Regions from separate parts of the Mus musculus genome. Here region 2 is linked to region 1. Evidence: chromatin contacts called from public Hi-C data. All regions are on one chromosome and are shown on one strand. The core of a region is the stretch at or near the end of the contact, and the rest is flanking DNA. Distances in the headings are between cores, read along the strand shown. Region 1 overlaps Gm41297 (a long non-coding RNA gene). Region 2 overlaps Grhl2 (grainyhead like transcription factor 2).

Region 1 (2,996 bases), core at 344-2,843:
GCCAGGAGCTGGAAAGAACCCAGATGTCCTTCAACAGAGGAACGGATACAGAAAATGTGGTACATTTACACAATGGAGAACTACTCAGCTATTAAAAAAAAAAATGAATTCACGAAATTCTTAGACAAATGGATGGAACTAGAAAATATCATCCTGAGTGAGGTAACCCAATCACAAAAGAACACACGTGGTATGCACTCACTGATAAGTGGATATTAGCCCAAAAGCTCCAAATACTCAAGATACAATTCACAGACCACATGAAGATCAAGAAGAAGGAAGACCTAAGTGTGGGTCCTTTGGTCCTTCTTAGAAAGAGGAACAAAACACTCACGGGAGCAAATATGGAGAGAAAGTGAGGAGCAGAGACTGAAGGAAAGGCCATCCAGTGACTGCCACACCTGGGGATCTATCCCAGATACAGTCACCAACTCCGACACTATTGTGGATGCTAAGAAATGCTTGCTGACAGGAGCCTGATACAGCTGTGTCCTGAGAGGCTCTGCCAGAGCCTGACAAATACAGAGGCAGATGCTCGAAGCCAACCTTAGCACTGAGTGCGGGGGGGGGGGGGGTCCCCAGTGGAGGAGTTAGAGAAAGAACTGAAGGAGTTGAAGGGGTTTGCAACCCCATAGGAAGAACAACAATATCAACCAACCAGACTCCCCAGAGCTCTCAGGGACTAAGCCACCAACAAAGGAGTACACATGGCTCCTGCGGCATATATAGCAGAGGATGGCCTTGTCATGCATCAATGGGAGGGGAGGTCCTTGGTTCTCTGAAAACTTAATAGATGCCTCAGTGTAGGGGAATTGAGGGCGGGGAGGCGGGAGTGGGTGGGTGGGTGGAGAGAGGAACACCCTCATAGAAGCAGGGGGAGAGGGTATGAAATAGGGGTTTTCTGGAAGGGGAGGAAAACTGGGTAAAGGGATAACACTTGAAATGTAAATAAATTTAAAAAAAAAAAGATTCAGAAACTTATAAGCAATTACTTCATCAGCCTTTCTGACCCTTCCTGTCAAACCCCTTGTTTCCACCAGACACTGAATATGTACCTACTGTGTGCAAACTGTTGGCCATAGTTCTATGTGGGCCTCACAGACAAAGAATAGTTGGTGCCCTTAGGAAAATGCCCATAGGAAGCAGACTGGTGCAGCTCTCTGGTCAGGAACACTAGCATGGCTTTGCTGGTCCTTGAGTCCCTAGGGGTGGGCAGATGTGACTAGAACAGGCCTCTGAAGAGGGCTGTGGGCAGGTGCGGCTGCTAGGAGAAAGCTTCTTAGAGCATTAGCTCTCTGCCGGTTCCAGACCCAAGAACAGGCTGACTTGGCCTCAGCCACCAGCATCCAGCTGGTCACGTGCTTCAGGCAGCTGCTCTTTGTTTTTATCCTTCACCTGGCCTCTCTGGCCTCTCCGGTTTCTCTGGGGACAAATTCCAGAGTTTTGGAGTTCTGCTTGGTCACCCAAGGACAGACCCTTTAAGAACTTCCAGTCCAGTGCTAGGGACATCGTGTCCTAAGGGTCCTTCTGCCCATCTCCAGAGTGGTAATTAACCGTCCCTGGTAAGCCAGCATTACGTAAGAGGATTATGAAACTAACAGAAGGGTCTGCGATCTGTATCTATAAATAGGCACAAATATCATTACTGCGCCACTGTGAGGTTCAGAGCCATCTAGCGGTAGAAAATTGTATGTGCAGCTCTTGCAAATCCGCTCGAAAAATTATTCTTTTATGTTCTAAATGTGACACTTTGTACATAACTAGACCCAGAGCCTCCGGGTTAAACTATGTTGAGAGAAAAAAGGGGGAGTCCCTGTTTTTAACTTTTAGAGGTCATATCCTTAATAAAGGAAGTCCCGCCCTTTACATGGTGTGTAACTGAGAAATTCCAATGTGGTGACTGTATTTATGCGAGCCTCCTTTTCGCGTTCGCGAACCCAGATGCACGACTGTTTCGATGCTATTAGATCTGTCCCAATTTCATATTGACTGCCGCTGATTAACATGTCCGTGGGCCCGAGAATATTCTTTAAACCTGAGCGTGGTTGTCTCCTCCACACACAGTGCTGTTTCCTGTTTTGTTTCTCCTGCCTCAGTCAGAAGACTGGGTGGGGCCTGTTACTGAAAACCAGAAAAAGGACCACAGCAACGCATCTTTCAATGGCTTTTGAGTTTCGATAGAGTTGAACTTTTAGGAATCATAAGAATTGAAGACATAAACTAAATGTGCAAAGTGTGTGTGTGTGTGTGTGTGTGTGTGTGTGTGTGTAATGAACTTTGGGAAAGTGTATAACACAGAGTCAGAGAAGTGCAGGCATTACAAACTGTTCAACCTTGTTACACTCTGATACTGTATTCTGAAGACACCAGGTCAGGTTACAGTTCCAGCAGCACTATGTATGTGTATGCATTTGTGCATACATGTGTGTACATGTGTACACGTGTGTATACGTGCATGTATGTGCATGAATGTGCTGTGCGCACATATGTAGGAATATGTGTACGTGTGTACATGAGTATGTGTGCATGTGTGTGCCCATGTGTGTGCCCATATGTGTGTAGTGCACTTATGATGTAGATCCTCATCCACACCCAAAGGAACCCCCTGGCCAGCTGGATCCCCATCACTGAGCCCTGAAACCAGAAATGCTTTCCATTGTTCAGTCATAGAATGGGAGGGTGTGTTTGAGAGAATAAATCCCAAACATACCTCCGTTTTACCGGGGGAGGGGAGAGAATGAATATGCAAATTAGAACTAAATTGGATGAAAACTATGGTAAACATGTTATTTTTAGTGCTTACATTTGTGGATGAACATACCTGCTACTTAGTCACTAGGGAAAACAGAGTCTTTTAAATATGACTCAAAGCTGGGAAGAATCGAGCACACCTCTGATCCTGGCACTCAGGAGGCAGTAGAGGTGGATCTCTGAGTTCCAAACCAGCCTGGTCTACAGAAAAGGTTTCGAACACAGCAGGGACCACACAGAAACCC
Region 2 (2,996 bases), core at 306-2,805, 600 kb before region 1:
TGCTCCTCCTTCTCCTTTTCCTCCTCCTCTTGCTCCTCCTCTTCCTCTTCCTCCTTCCCTAGACAGTCTCACCATGTGTGTCTAGCTATCCTGGAACTCACTCTGTAGACCAAGCTGTGCTGAACTAACAGAGATCCTCCTGCCTCTGCCTCCAAGGTGCTGAAATTAGTCCATGCTTCTTATTAAAGCCCTTTATACACCTTCCTTACATTTTTTTTTTTCATTTTTCTTCCACTTCAGTAAGATTGTGCTTGAGTGCAGATGGAATGACAAATTGAGACAGGCAGATGCTAAGGAGCCTCAAGGGACAACACTGAAGCATGAGCTGCTGGTGTCCTCTATGGACACTCAGATCCACCCACCAGTTCTTCTCTGCTGGTACTATGTGTGAGGAGAGACTAGCAAGACAAGCCCACCCACGCCTGCTCTCAGAGCTTCCTCTTTGTGCCTGTTGTTTCCTGAAGCCCCCGCTTGCACGGCGATTTGCAGATATGATGCCTGTATTTCTCTATTTTGTTTTACCTTGTATTCTTACAATGCATTTATTTTCTACACTGGCTATGGGTACGTCTGGATACACACAGATAAATGCTTGATTTTCTCTCCCATTCTGCAATGGTTTTTCTCCTTTTCCACCACCCCTGGGTTTTTTGTTTGTTTGTTTGTTTCTGTTGTTTCCAGAGAAGATCAAACCTGGTCCATTTCAGGGCCACTACATTCTGCTGTCCTTGCAGATCCTCTTCAGACACACCAGCTCTAGCCTTCCCTCCAAGAGAGAGGCACACTCTCTCAAGTTTCTCTTTTCTGTCTTCTTCATATACTTAATATTATTTAAATTGAATGTGTTGTTTGCTGTTTTGTGTAATTACCTATCTGTTCCATGAGGGCAAAAACCCCTTAAGAAGCCCCTTTGTCTGCCTCAAGTTAGCTGCATTATGGCAGGCTTAGGTTCCTCAGCAAACATTTATTCAATGAGTTAACGTGAGTTATTTTTCCAAATATGCTTTGTTCCCTTCTGTGCACGATCATGCTTTCATAAGATTGACAGAAGTAGCTGATGCTGCCAGGATCTCAGCGTGGCTTAGTTGCTCTGATCCAAGTACTCTGTGAAGCTCTCTGCTTGTCTGTAGATTTATCTACGCATCTACGGACTGAGGTACCAGCATGCCTAAATGAAGCACCAACTACATACTCAGCTTGATCATCTGTCTGTCTGTCCAACTAACCACCTCCCTATCCACGCATGCTTACGTAAGAAGCACAGAGTCTATAACAAGCCCTGGTCCCAGCACAGGACTGCTTCTTTCTAGCGCCAGCCGGTGTTCTGGGGCAAACATAATCAGACACTCAGTTGGACAATTCAGACCAGATTTGCTGTGAGAACTTGGGAAGAGATTAGCCAGAAGACCCCCTGTAGGAATCGTGGGTTAAGAGAGGGGTAGAGAAGAAATAATAAAGAAGGAAGCTGAGTAGATGGCAGGAAAGACCATAAGGTGGGCCTTGGGCTGTGGAGAGAGAGGCACGGCAGCTCTGCAGTGACAAGGCCATCGGCGAGTGGCCAATCGTGTGCCATGGCCAAGTGGAATAAACAAACAGCCCTGAGTTAGAGGGCCAGCGAGCTACTGAAGAAGGCCATGGGGCTCCGCAATGGGAGGAGAGACTAACATTAAAAATAGAGGGCTCACCAGGGCTAGGCAGGCTGGGCGTGTGGGAGCACCGGACCTGACAGAGAGCAGGAACCATCATCTAAAACCTCCAAATCAGGCAATAGGTAGAGTTGTCCTGCAATAGGGGGCTTTCCAGAAGAAACCGGCTTCCTCTACAGCTGAGCGAATAAGGTGAAATTCACAAACAGGGAAGGGAAGGGAGGGGGAGGGGAGGGCAGGGGAAGGGAAGGGAGGGGGAGTGGAAGGGAAAGGGGGAGGGGGAGTGGAAGGGAAAGGGGAAGGAAGGGAAGGGAGTGGAAGGGAAAGGGGGAGGAGGAGGGGAGTGGAGGGAAGGGGGGAGGGGAGGGGAGGGGAGGGGAGGGGAGGGAAGGGAAGGGAGCTCCTGCAGCCAGCCCTCCTGCATTCATACCCTGTCTTTTAAAAAGCTCCAACAATCTGCACTATAATGCTATGGTATTTAAATGAGGCCATACTTTTAAACGAAAAGGAGCCATGCAGGAGCATGTAAGGAGTCCTGCACCATCACCAGCAGCACCATACTGCCCAGAGCCAGTCTCCCGGATGCATGCCCTTCCTCAGACCCAGAGCACAGTTAACCAGGCCACTGAGAGCATGGGTCAGCTGGCTCCCTCTACAACACAGGGTGCTCCAGCACTTCCCCAAAGGACACTTCCCCCTCCTGACCAGATTTTCCCTCAGGGAATTTGTAAAGTCAACCTCAGATGACTCAGTGTGGATCAGCTTATGAATCTCATTAATTGAACAAACATTAAATCAAGGTAAATTAAAACGGTCCTGGTCACAAGCCTCCATTGGTCTCCAATCTGCACCATTTAGGTCTACCACCCCAGGAGATCTTGCACAGCAAGCAGCACACTGGGAATGGGAAGATGTGAGACATTGTAACCGTTGGCTGTCTGCTTCAGTTGTGACAAGCTCCCATCCTGAGAATTTAAATGCAGACTGAAAGACTCATTCACTCAAATTCTTGGTGGTTTACTTTCTTGTCTTCTCCTCCTCCTCCTCCTCCTCCTCCTCCTCCTCCTCCTCCTCCTCCTCCTCCTCCTCCTCCTCCCCCCTTCCCCCCTCCCTCTCTCTCTGGACAGGGCTGCATATACTCCTGGTCTGTGTGATACCAGAGATCAAAGCCAGGGCTTTGTACAAGCTAAGTGAGCAGCCTTCCAACCTGGCCACACCCCCAGGTCTTAAAACTTAAGTTTGTAATGTTCAAATCCAACACAAAACTCAAAGGGCGCTGTACTGGCTGATTTTGTGTCAACTTGATACAGGCTGGAGTTACCACAGAGATAGGAGCTTCAGTTGGGGAAA

Evidence for each region. Hi-C and Micro-C count contacts between places; a contact is called where the count stands out from the background.
Region 2: a contact with region 1 is called in a Hi-C map of cerebellum, with 1.7 times the contacts expected there. The contact joins two enhancer-like sites. A contact is called at or near these places in 4 of 484 Hi-C or Micro-C datasets (the N1E-115 cell line, cerebellum, embryonic fibroblasts and 1 more), 1 of 115 datasets of contacts at active chromatin or transcription factors (pancreatic cancer cells) and 1 of 9 other capture datasets (embryonic stem cells).

What each region holds. Positions count from the first base shown.
Region 1 is chr15:36,714,923-36,717,918 of GRCm38.p6, reverse strand. Gm41297 (a long non-coding RNA gene) reads left to right here. Exons shown (of 3, transcript XR_875152.2): 3 at 1-37. Among named protein-coding and RNA genes, the nearest start is that of Gm41296, 6.8 kb to the right of the region's middle. Within about 2 kb of position 1,593, at least 343 of the 459 cell types and tissues checked have an H3K27ac peak or open chromatin away from gene starts, as enhancers often do. A contact at or near this core is called in cerebellum, where this site is marked.
Region 2 is chr15:37,319,855-37,322,850 of GRCm38.p6, reverse strand. The region is part of intron 8 of Grhl2 (grainyhead like transcription factor 2); the gene reads right to left. Among named protein-coding and RNA genes, the nearest start is that of Gm16136, 88 kb to the right of the region's middle. Within about 2 kb of position 1,555, at least 14 of the 459 cell types and tissues checked have an H3K27ac peak or open chromatin away from gene starts, as enhancers often do. A contact at or near this core is called in cerebellum, where this site is marked.